Regions from separate parts of the Pan troglodytes genome. Here regions 2, 3 and 4 are each linked to region 1. A link is a contact called in public Hi-C and HiChIP or PLAC-seq data. All regions are on one chromosome and are shown on one strand. Each heading gives the region's core, a stretch centred on a gene start, on an enhancer-like site or on the middle of the called end of the contact. The rest is flanking DNA. Distances are from core to core; before and after follow the strand shown.

Evidence for each region. Hi-C and Micro-C count contacts between places; a contact is called where the count stands out from the background. HiChIP or PLAC-seq counts read pairs in DNA pulled down with a chosen protein or histone mark.
Region 2: a contact with region 1 is called in an H3K4me3 HiChIP or PLAC-seq map of stem cell-derived excitatory neurons, with 13 times the contacts expected there. The contact joins the promoter of HSF2 here to the promoter of GJA1 in region 1. A contact is called at or near these places in 1 of 7 Hi-C or Micro-C datasets (stem cell-derived neural progenitor cells) and 1 of 1 datasets of contacts at active chromatin or transcription factors (stem cell-derived excitatory neurons).
Region 3: a contact with region 1 is called in an H3K4me3 HiChIP or PLAC-seq map of stem cell-derived excitatory neurons, with 16 times the contacts expected there. The contact joins the enhancer-like site here to the promoter of GJA1 in region 1. A contact is called at or near these places in 4 of 7 Hi-C or Micro-C datasets (blood, induced pluripotent stem cells and stem cell-derived neural progenitor cells), 1 of 1 datasets of contacts at active chromatin or transcription factors (stem cell-derived excitatory neurons) and 1 of 1 other capture datasets (stem cell-derived neural stem cells).
Region 4: a contact with region 1 is called in a Hi-C map of induced pluripotent stem cells, with 4 times the contacts expected there. The contact joins the enhancer-like site here to the promoter of GJA1 in region 1. A contact is called at or near these places in 4 of 7 Hi-C or Micro-C datasets (blood, induced pluripotent stem cells and stem cell-derived neural progenitor cells), 1 of 1 datasets of contacts at active chromatin or transcription factors (stem cell-derived excitatory neurons) and 1 of 1 other capture datasets (stem cell-derived neural stem cells).

The regions. Positions count from the first base shown.
Region 1 is chr5:133,310,620-133,313,166 of NHGRI_mPanTro3-v2.0_pri, reverse strand. GJA1 (gap junction protein alpha 1) reads right to left here and starts at 1,278. Exons shown (of 2, transcript XM_001164338.4): 1 at 1,041-1,278.
Region 2 is chr5:134,276,971-134,279,517 of NHGRI_mPanTro3-v2.0_pri, reverse strand. It overlaps HSF2 (heat shock transcription factor 2), which reads right to left and starts at 1,272. Exons shown (of 13, transcript XM_016956240.3): 1 at 972-1,272. The coding sequence starts at 1,064.
Region 3 is chr5:134,058,617-134,061,163 of NHGRI_mPanTro3-v2.0_pri, reverse strand. No RefSeq gene overlaps it. Among named protein-coding and RNA genes, the nearest start is that of HSF2, 220 kb to the left of the region's middle. Within about 2 kb of position 1,278, at least 1 of the 24 cell types and tissues checked has an H3K27ac peak or open chromatin away from gene starts, as enhancers often do. A contact at or near this core is called in stem cell-derived excitatory neurons, where this site is marked.
Region 4 is chr5:133,904,991-133,907,537 of NHGRI_mPanTro3-v2.0_pri, reverse strand. No RefSeq gene overlaps it. Among named protein-coding and RNA genes, the nearest start is that of HSF2, 370 kb to the left of the region's middle. Within about 2 kb of position 1,282, at least 1 of the 24 cell types and tissues checked has an H3K27ac peak or open chromatin away from gene starts, as enhancers often do. A contact at or near this core is called in induced pluripotent stem cells, where this site is marked.

The sequences.
Region 1 (2,547 bases), core at 29-2,528:
CAACGTATTAGCGTTATCTTTGCCCTAGGAGCTCCAACTCCAAAGAACTGCCCCAGAGTTCTGAATTCTGTTACAGGTTCGAGCAGAGGGAAGGTGCGGGGCGGCGGGTGTTGGCGGGGGGAGCTCCCAAAGCGCTGTTTAAGAAAGTTTTTTTCCTGCTCTTTCTAGGAGCTCCTGTTTTAGGAGACGGTTTTGGAAAAGCACCCTGGCATACACTCTTTTTTAAACGTCTGATCTCTAATGCTCTGTAACTAACCACCACCCATTCAAGAGATTTCATCTCCTAAACTGCCAACGTGGTCGAGTAAAAGCTGTCTCTCCTGGGGGTCTCAAATCTTTCCATAGCGGTTGCTAACACAAAGTAACAATTTACTGTTGATTTTTAAAGCATAATATTAATACTCTTGAATTTTATACCTTTTTGTTTAATGGGGAAAATTCTAGGAAGGAACCACGTGGAAGTCAAGTAACCACGATGTTTTAACAAAGCACTTTGTCACAAAAGAAGTTGGCTTTGCAAAGCTATAGAACATCAATCAAGATTTCCATATGAAAAAAGCACTTTATTCTATGAAGTGTAGAATACTATAGGAAGCACGCTAAGCAAATTTGCACTTTGATTTTTCCGATGTAGTCAGTCAAATCCCCCAACCCAGGCGCCTAACCGCCCCCCCCCCCCCGCCACCCAACAAATGATAGCACCTAGACTATTCCTGATTACAAAAAAAGACAAAAACAAAATAAAATGATACTCTAAAATGAAAAACCGAACATCCAGTAAACTAATCCTTTATTCTAATCGGAAAGGTTTGAACCTTTTCACCTGTTGCAATGTTAATAGAAACTTTTTTAACAGTCAAAATATATATTTGGTACAATAAATTTTAACTTTAAAACTATAGAAACACTTTCAAATCCATCAATCCATTTACAGTATCATAATTCAAAATTACATTTAACACATTTTAAAACTTTAGAAAAGTTTTACTTGTAGAAAAAGAAACTAATAGGTAACGTGTTCTCATTTTTTAAAAACTTACTCTTTTGCTTAAAAGTAGTGAAGTCACGCCAAGTGATTGAACTCCTTGGAGGATGAAGTAAAATGAAAAGGCAAGTTCAGGCACTCAGACCTGTCTATTTAAAGTTTAAAACTCCGCTGCTGTTTGGTACTTTCCTCACGCCTTCCCCCTAATGAAAGAAAAGTGCTGATACCTCGTAAAAGCTTTTTTGTAACTTGGAGCACAGAGCTTTTAAAAGTTTCAAGCCACTGACCCAACTGGGAGGAGGGGCTAGAAGAAAGGGGAGGGCAAAGGGAAAGGCTGGGAGGAGGTAGGGAGGAGGCTGGTAAATGTGGAAGGGCTGGGGGGAGAAGAGGCAAAGAGCAGCAGTGGGATCAGGATAAAGTTGTAGTTTAAATTTGCTGATGAGGAAAAATAAAAAAGCATTAGGGACATGAACGCCTCTACTTGGAGTTGCTCCTCACACATAAGAATCATTGATTACAGTGCTTGCTTCACCAGAAGACCGGGGATAATGGGGGGAAAAGGTGTATATTTTTATTACAACATTGTCTAAAATTTTTAAAGTAGCTTACAATAAATAAAAATGGTGGGGAAGCATATAACCAGTTCAAGCTTGTTTCACATTGACCAAGGTGTGTGAAGTTAGAGGTAGGTGTGAGTGACCTGTTTGATGATCTAATTCCCTTCCTTTAAATGTAAGCAAGGACAATTAACAAAGGGAATGGTGGAGATGGGAGAGAGACATTTCAAAAATTGACATAGATGAAGAAAAGTCCATACCCAATCCATCTTTCAACCCCTTGACTGCTTTGAATTTTTACTTTCTTTCAGTTTAGCAAAAGGCTGTGTGTGTATATACATTTTTTACATATATAGCATGTTTTGTTTGCCTATGAAATCTTGATATCTGACCTCTACCATGTCTCCAGAAATATTAAGGCCCTATTTATGCCAAGACACTAAAACCCAAATCTGTAGTGAAATGTGAGGATTTTAAAAATACAGACTATGGTTGCATTAAGTAGGTTCCCAAACTATTCAGCCCTCCTTAAAATCAGTTCCCCCTCTCAAGCCCACTAGAGAGTTTTCTGCCCAACGACAGTAAAGCTGGGCATATCATCTTTATGTGCTTCCCTATCCCCTTCCAAATGCTCTCCCTCTTCAGGGCTCTGCATTAGGGTTTATAATGGCCTGAGTCATGTGGCCTCAATCTTAGAGCAGGCAGCTCCTCTGAGGGCTTCCCAAATGCCATAACACAGTGTTGTGGTAGGACAATTCCTCATAAACAGGCTTCAGTGATGCTCCTGAGGTTGGACAGGAAATTTCTTGGCCAGTATTCTCTGGAGGGAAAGCAAACTCATCTGGCCTTCCTATTCCTAACACTTTTCTCACTCAGGCAAATACCAGAAAAAAGAAGGATGCCAAATATATTCTGGTAGACACCGTTCCCTAATTAAACTTTCACTGAAATGACTAATATAACATCTTTTGAAATGTTGCAGGTTTTTTTTTTTTCTTTTCTGAG
Region 2 (2,547 bases), core at 23-2,522, 970 kb before region 1:
TTAACCACTTCCCTTCATAAAAATGATTCCAACAGCCTAGGAGTGTATTCTAATGCACATGCACTGTGGATGTAAATAATCATTCTGCCTAAAATCTTGTATTTGGGACTGATATAGGTCTTGGGTCACCTAGGCAACCCATCCATCTTATGAAAGATTTAACTTAGGCCAGACAAGATAAAGGGCTGGACTAATGTCATCCTTGTTTAGAAGCAGAGTTGAGATCAAACCAATAATCAACACATCGATATGCCCCTCTGCTGGTAACTGTTCAGCGAAATTTAGTAACTACTAAGTTATCACCTATTAGTACTTTATTAAAACAATCCTAATAATCCCATTATACAAATAGCACAGAATCTCAAAAGAATAATTTGTTAATTTCTATATATTTTTAAAACCAACTGATAAGCAGTAACCTGCGTTTGAACGTATGTCTATTGCCCTGACTGCTCTCCACATAAAGATGCCAGATGCAAAGCAATGTTGGGAGAACCGGGGGTGATCGGTCGCTGAGGTAAAGATCGCCTCCTATAAAGCCCCACGTTGATGATCCTGGCCCTGGGCTCCCTGTCCCCTCCGCGATTTGTAACCCCTGAGCCGGGCGGGAGGACGGAGGATGAGTGTGCAGTAAAGAGGCTCCCGCGCCCTCGGCTCGCCGATTCCCCTCGCGACGCCGGGCCGGTTCCGAACGCGGACCGGACCGTTAAGGGGCTGCCTGGGCCGCTACGCCCCGCGCGGGCCGCCCCTCCCCCACCGCGGCCTGAGGCGAGCGGCGCTGCCGGCCGGGCCCCCGCGGCTCCCCGAGCGAACAATACAGGGGGTCCCCCGCGAGGCTGAACGCCAAGGCCCCGCACCGCGGGCCTCGCAGACAGCGTCGAGCCGCAAGGCCGCGAGAGACCACCCCGCAGGAGAGCGAGTGAGGAGGCGGTTATTCAGGGGGTTCAGAGGCCGCCGTGGCCTGACCGTACCTGGCTCCAGGTGATGAACTCGTTAGTGTGGGTTTCCTCTACAAGCGTCCACAGCTTGCTGAGGAAAGCCGGCACGTTCGAACTCTGCTTCATTGTTAACGCGGCGCAGGGATTCCAAATTCTACACCCGAACGCGGTGGTAGCGGCGGCGGCAGCTACGGCAGCAGCTCCCCGAGAACGCCCACAACGCAGGCGCAGCAGATCTTGGTCCCCGCCCCCCGCAACCCCGCCAGGCGCGCGGCAAGGCCGAGAGGCCGGGCGGCCGCACGTGACGGACAGGTCTCCGCGCTCCGCCTGTGCGCGCAGTGGTTCCGCGCCGGTCTCGTCCCTGGCCAATCCCAGGGGCCGACTGCACGACAGAGAAAGGCGATTGGCTGCTGCTGACATGAAGGGGGTGGGAGCAGAAGGGGGTGGGAGCAGAAGGGGGCGCTGCCTGCTCATTTGCCTTTTATACAGAAGCCTTGATGGTAGCAGACCTTAGGCTTGGGAGACCGTGTTTGGATGTTTCACGTGGAAACAGCTTATGGTTTCTGGGCTGTGGCTGGGAGGCTACAAAAACCCTTCAGGGCCTTTGAGTCATAAGTTTGGCAGGCAAAGTGTGGTTTGCACCAGTTTAGAGAAAGGATCCATTTGCATAAGGAAAAAACCAGCTCTCAAGCATGATGTGCTAGGCCCCAAATCGAAATTGTCTTAAAAATAATGAACCTTGTTCTTACATTTTCATTGGGAGAAAAAGCCCTCTTTAAAATATGTTTATCAAAAAGAGCAGTTTAAATAACTCACTCTCGATTACTTAAAACTGTAAACCAGGAACTGCAATTGATACATCATGTGCTGTTTTTAATCCAGTCATCAAGTGCCTACTCTGTACCCAGAATAAAAAGAAATAGACTCATTTGTACTATTTTAGTTAATTAAAATAGTTTTTCCTGCGTATACTTTACAGATATATTCTTTTTTGCCTGAGAGATTGGTATAGTGGAAAAAACAATGGAAAAGGAGTCAGTAGATCTCAGTTTAGATAAAGCCTCTCGGACATTTTTCTGTATATTAAAATACACTGGTTCTGTCATTTAGAACAATTCCTTAGCCACCAGTGCCAGTTTTTTCCATTTCTTGACTGGGAATAAGATCTATCTTTTTACCCACTAAGAGTGTCTTTAATACTATAATGGCTGTGCAAATGTTTTGAAAATATGAAGTCTACAAAATTCGACTTTTTTTTTTTTACAAAAGTCAGCATGTGAAGGCAAAAACTTACAAACAAGTCAGAGATAACATACAAAACTTCAACATAGGATTGGTTTACTTCTTGGGTAAATGTAAAATAGTACATTAAATATATATATATCATTTAATGGAAGATATATATATATCTCCTCCAATGAGCAAGTATTTAGTGAATGCTGCCTTTGTGCTCAGCACTGGGATGTTGGCTGAAGCAAAATCAGATATATGGAGGCATACATGTGATAGAGGAAGTAATATTTGATGAGCCCTTATATATGCCAAGGGCTTTACATATATTATTGAATCCTCACAACAACCCAATGAACTAGGTTTTATTACCCCATTT
Region 3 (2,547 bases), core at 29-2,528, 750 kb before region 1:
AGAAGAAACTGTCTTATTTATTCATATAAGATATAGTCATCATAAATTTGGATAAATTTTACAGCATTTAATTCAGTTTCTTCCTCTCCTTTCATTTCAAAATCAAAAATACCTGTGTTGGTATTTCCTGAAAAGTGGGCTTAAGTTATGTCTCTTCTATAGAAGTCTGCACTACCTGAGGTGGTAATAAACCAGAAGGTACTGTTAGCATATATGAAGCACTGTATTTGCATTATTTTTCTTTCCTCCTTGAATATATTATCCTTCTTTCTTTGGGGTAAAACATGTTTCAACTCACAACCAGTTTAGCCCTCTCTCAAATATTTCTTATCCTCCAACGTTGTCTCCAGGCAGAAAAGCCTTTTGCAATATTGCCAAGAGCAGCAGCCACAGTGAACTTACTGGATAAGACATTTCTCTTCCTTTTCCACAGAGAGCACTAAGAAAGAGCTTCTAGGCTCAGCAGGTGTAATGGTTAATCACTGAGTGACTGGAGCAGGCTATGAATGGAGGATAATTTGATGAACACGTTAAATACCTGCTAACATCGTATTTTTGTTAATGTCCAAGGGCACTGAAGATTGTAGCAGAATTCTACTTGAAGTGACTTACTTGAAATGTTACTTATGCTAGTGTGCAAGAGTTAGGAGAACTGAACAATTTTGCACTTTCTTTGAGGAATGCGTTTCCCTGGTTGGCAACAGACTGTGACTTAGAAAAATAATTTTTTCCAACTGTTACAGTTTAGAGTGAAAATGGCACTGAAATGGCAAAAGGTAAATTATACCAACTATAGGTGCAATGCAAGTGAGGGTATTTCTATCTGCTGGAAAATCACTCAGTACACTTTTATTACCCTTTCTTTCCACTTTGTACAGTGTATTAAAATAAATAAATGAGAAAGCAGTGGAAAATAATCGTAATTTCTAATTTAAATGTAGTGCCATGAGAGGGCTGATCTGAATAAATGCTTTTGCATCTTTATTTAGAAATACAGAAAGGAAGAGTTAACCTACCCTGTACTCCATTTTATCCAGATGGTGCATAGTATGTTAAAAAGAACTAGGGATCCAGACTCCCAAAGACCTCAACCATTAAATTAAACATGTAATCTAAAATGGATGTCTGAGAAGAACAATAGATAATTTTTCAGACCTCTCACAATACATGTGAATTGGATGGTGTTCGATTTAATAGACAGTAATGCTGACTTCTCAACAGCTTCCCTAAGGGTCTCTTCTGTGTTTATCCTTTGCCATCTAGCAGATTCAGTGCTGTTGCTAGACAAAGAATTCTGATTGATTCAGTGTATACTGATCACTCCTCATTATATGCGCAGTGGAGACCCTGGGAAGAAAATTCATTACATTTAGATACTGATAATTGTTGAGAGCTGGAGCCTGAGTTTTATGACTACTTTGTAGGCCTTAGCTTTAATGACTAACATGAGAAAGTACTCCTTAGGACCCTGCTGCTAGATGGCACAGGCATCAAAAAGAGATTCCCAAATAAAATGAACCAAAACCACTTTCCACTGTGTTCTGGGATTCGTTCAAACAGTTTGGGAATGAGCAGACTTTTCTCTTGAATCAAACCCAATATTCTTTTTTAGATTTGGAAAAAGTCTTCAAATTTCTCTTCCAGTACCTATGGGGCATGTTAGAAACATTAGTAACATTTACTAAGGGGATCCTTTCCCATTCGCTAAAGCGAGAGCTAGTGTTGACAGCCAATATTCAGCTAACCACAGGGGCTTGCTGGTGATGGTCAGAGGCTGTCTGCCCACCTGGCAATGGCTGGCATTGTTATCTGCTAAATCAGGATTATATTTCTGACACTTAGCTAAAGGATTCTTTAAGAGCTGCACTGTTTAGAATAATAATAAAAACAATGAAGATTCTCGAACAATGAGTACCTACTCTGTGCCAGGTAATGTAATAAGTTCTTTACAAATATAATCTGAATCTTCAAGACATCCCATAAGATAACTAATAATATTATTCCTATTATTTTATAAATCAAGAAAGAGAGTTTTAGAGAGGTTTAAAAATGTAAGTTACTTATTAAGAAGCAGAGTAAGGATTCCATGTTAAGGCTCTGATCCAAAGCATATGCTTTTAGCATCTGGTTATATTACTTCTTAAACCTGCAATGTATAAGGTGAACTATTATATCTGAAAGGTTGAAATTTCAAAAAATTCATATTAGCTATAGATTTCAATGTTTGTCTCCAGGTGAATTTTCAAAACTTCTCAAATACTTGCCTGAGTGTCAGCCTCTCTTGGTTTCACATGTTTCAATGTCCCCAGTCTGAGCAGTGGGAGGCAGCAGAAGGCCAGTGTTATCTTCAAACTGGATAATCAAATTCTGTTTCGTGGGTCTCTGGTTGTTGTAGACTTAAGATATTAACAACATTGATAAATTTTGTTTTATAATAGAGTGCAATCATATGTTTAATAAATTATAACTGACCAGGACATCTTTCCTAGGGTTCATATCATTATGCAAAAATAGCCACTTTTTAAATTATAAAATAATGTCTGTTAC
Region 4 (2,547 bases), core at 33-2,532, 590 kb before region 1:
GCAATATTTTCTAATATGATTCACCCGGCTGCTGATTAACCCCAAATTTCCTAAGTTGCTGTAAATTTTCTAATATTCTCATTTATATAAACTTACTTTTATATTTTCTAATATTCTCATATGCTTTATATAAACTTGCATGAGCCTAAAACCATTAATAACAAAATACTTTAGCCCGTTATAGTAATCAACTTGACAACTTACCACCTTAAATGAGAAGGTAGAATATCTTTCCGCCAGTGTTCCATTCCACAAATATTCGTTAAGCCCCTTACATTAACAAGGCCCTGCACTAAAATGTTGTGAATGATGTAACTATGAGCCTATCTGAATACAATATTTAGATGTGGCTTAATATTTATAGAAATAACTTAATATTTATAGAAATAAGTATTAAGAATTAAGAAATAAATATTAAGAATATTATTTATAGAAATAAATATTAAGTGGGTTTCTTGGGCACAAATAGAAACCAAATAAGGCTTAATTATTGATAATGAAAAAAAGCCTTTTTATTGAGTTGACCCTGTTTTACTCAGCCTAATTGCCATAAATTCAAAGATTATATAGTATAGCTAGATTTATTTTAGTTCAAGCTATAAATTGGTATTGACAAGATGTGTCTTAAAACATAATGGATTCATTTTTTATATTATGTTTTTGTGATGACAAAACACATCTTCTAAAACAATCATCAAACAGTTGCAACCATCTGTTGTTAAGAACAGAGAAGCAAAGTACTTTATTTCCTCTTTCATTTTTTTTTGTAAGCCTGCACGTCAGCATGTACTTCTCCCCAAACTTTACATCAGCAGTTTGCCAACTTGCTTTGCTATATTGATTTCATGCTTGTTTCATTAATCATCTGTCAGACTCTTTTATCAATGGATAGACAACTTTGCAGACTGATTGCTAGCTCTAAATGTTAAATTTCCTACCATCTCAAGATTCAGTTGACAGTGGTACTCAATGAAAAATGCTACGTCAAAATTTTGGGCAAATTGATCTTTTTGGATCTCAATCTCCTCATCTCTTAGAAATCCAAAAAAGATAAAAAGAAATGATATCTACATTACCTGCAGCTTTAAGTATCTATGAAATGTGACTGATGTAAACATATAAGAAATATTACAGTAGGATTTCCAATCCCAAGAATGATTACTACTATTGAGAGGTATTCAATGACATACGTTAGTCAGTAGATGGCACTGTTTATTATGGTATTCCCATTAGGAAAGCAGTTACAAAATGTCAATTGCCTCACCTGATCAGGGTAGGGGAGGAGAGGACGAGGCTCTGTTCTTACAGAAGAGAACACATGGATTTCTCAGAGGTTAGAGTGACCTGGAGAAGGAATCCAGTTCATCTTATCTATTAGATCTTGGAAAGGGAAATTCTATTCTAGATATTTTTCAGAGATGGATATGTTTAACACACTTCATTAACCACTTTCAAATTTGAAACACTTAAGAAATCTACTTAGATCACATCTTTTCTTGTCCTTGTATTTGGTCCTGAGTGAAATTCAGAAAAATCATTTCCATTTCCTTTCTTTAAAAATCCTTCCAGCTCTATAGGGAGCACTCTTACTTTACACAAGCATTTTTTTCTTCCTTAGGATCTTCAGTCTGAGAAACACTTCAAATTTATGGGAAATGACTACCCACCATGCCTTCTTGAATTCTAATATGCCTTTCATATCAGGGCCACATATACAATGTAGTATCTATACATGCATTTAGGTATTCAATAACCAAAATATGTATATATTTGCAGTACACAACAGATATACATAGTATTTCCATTAGCCAGAAACAACTACAATCTTTTGGAGAAATTAATAGAGCAAAATGAATAAAACATAATTCATAACTGTTAGGTATAGAATGTTGCTTTCAGCTACCATCTCTTTTCATCTTTCTCTTTTTGCTGTTTTTTTCATGACTTTAAAAACAGTTTATAAGTGAAAATAAATAGGAACAAAGGACTGTGTAAATGAACTCTATCAAGTAAATATTCAGAACAGTTTTGTTATAAGTTCAGAGAGGTAACCATCCTGGACCATCAGATATCATTCTTTTTCTTTAAAAATTTTAAGGAAACATTAGTGCACTTAAGCTTTATACAATTCTGTCTCCCTGTATTGTATTTTAAGTCTCTGAAAAGCATGGAATATGTTGTATATGTTCATGGATCCCAAGAGTTTTACACAGTATTTGATTAGTTAAGATAGACTATGGGTACTTAATGAATACTGCCTAAATGAATTAATAAATAATTTAACCTAAGTTAATTGAATCATTCAGGAGAATTGTCAGCTACTTTCAAAATATAGTTTCAATAACTATCATGTCAGCATTTGGTTCCCCTATGATAAGTCTACTTATCGTATTGTGTGTGGAGTCAGTAGCTTTCCTTGTGTTACTAATAAGAAATGAAAACAAGGACAAAGGAAACCCATTTGAACAACTTATTCTATGTAGAAATGTGATTAGATTAAATGTCCTTTTCTCACCTTCTGATTGTTATGAGTACATTCATTAAATC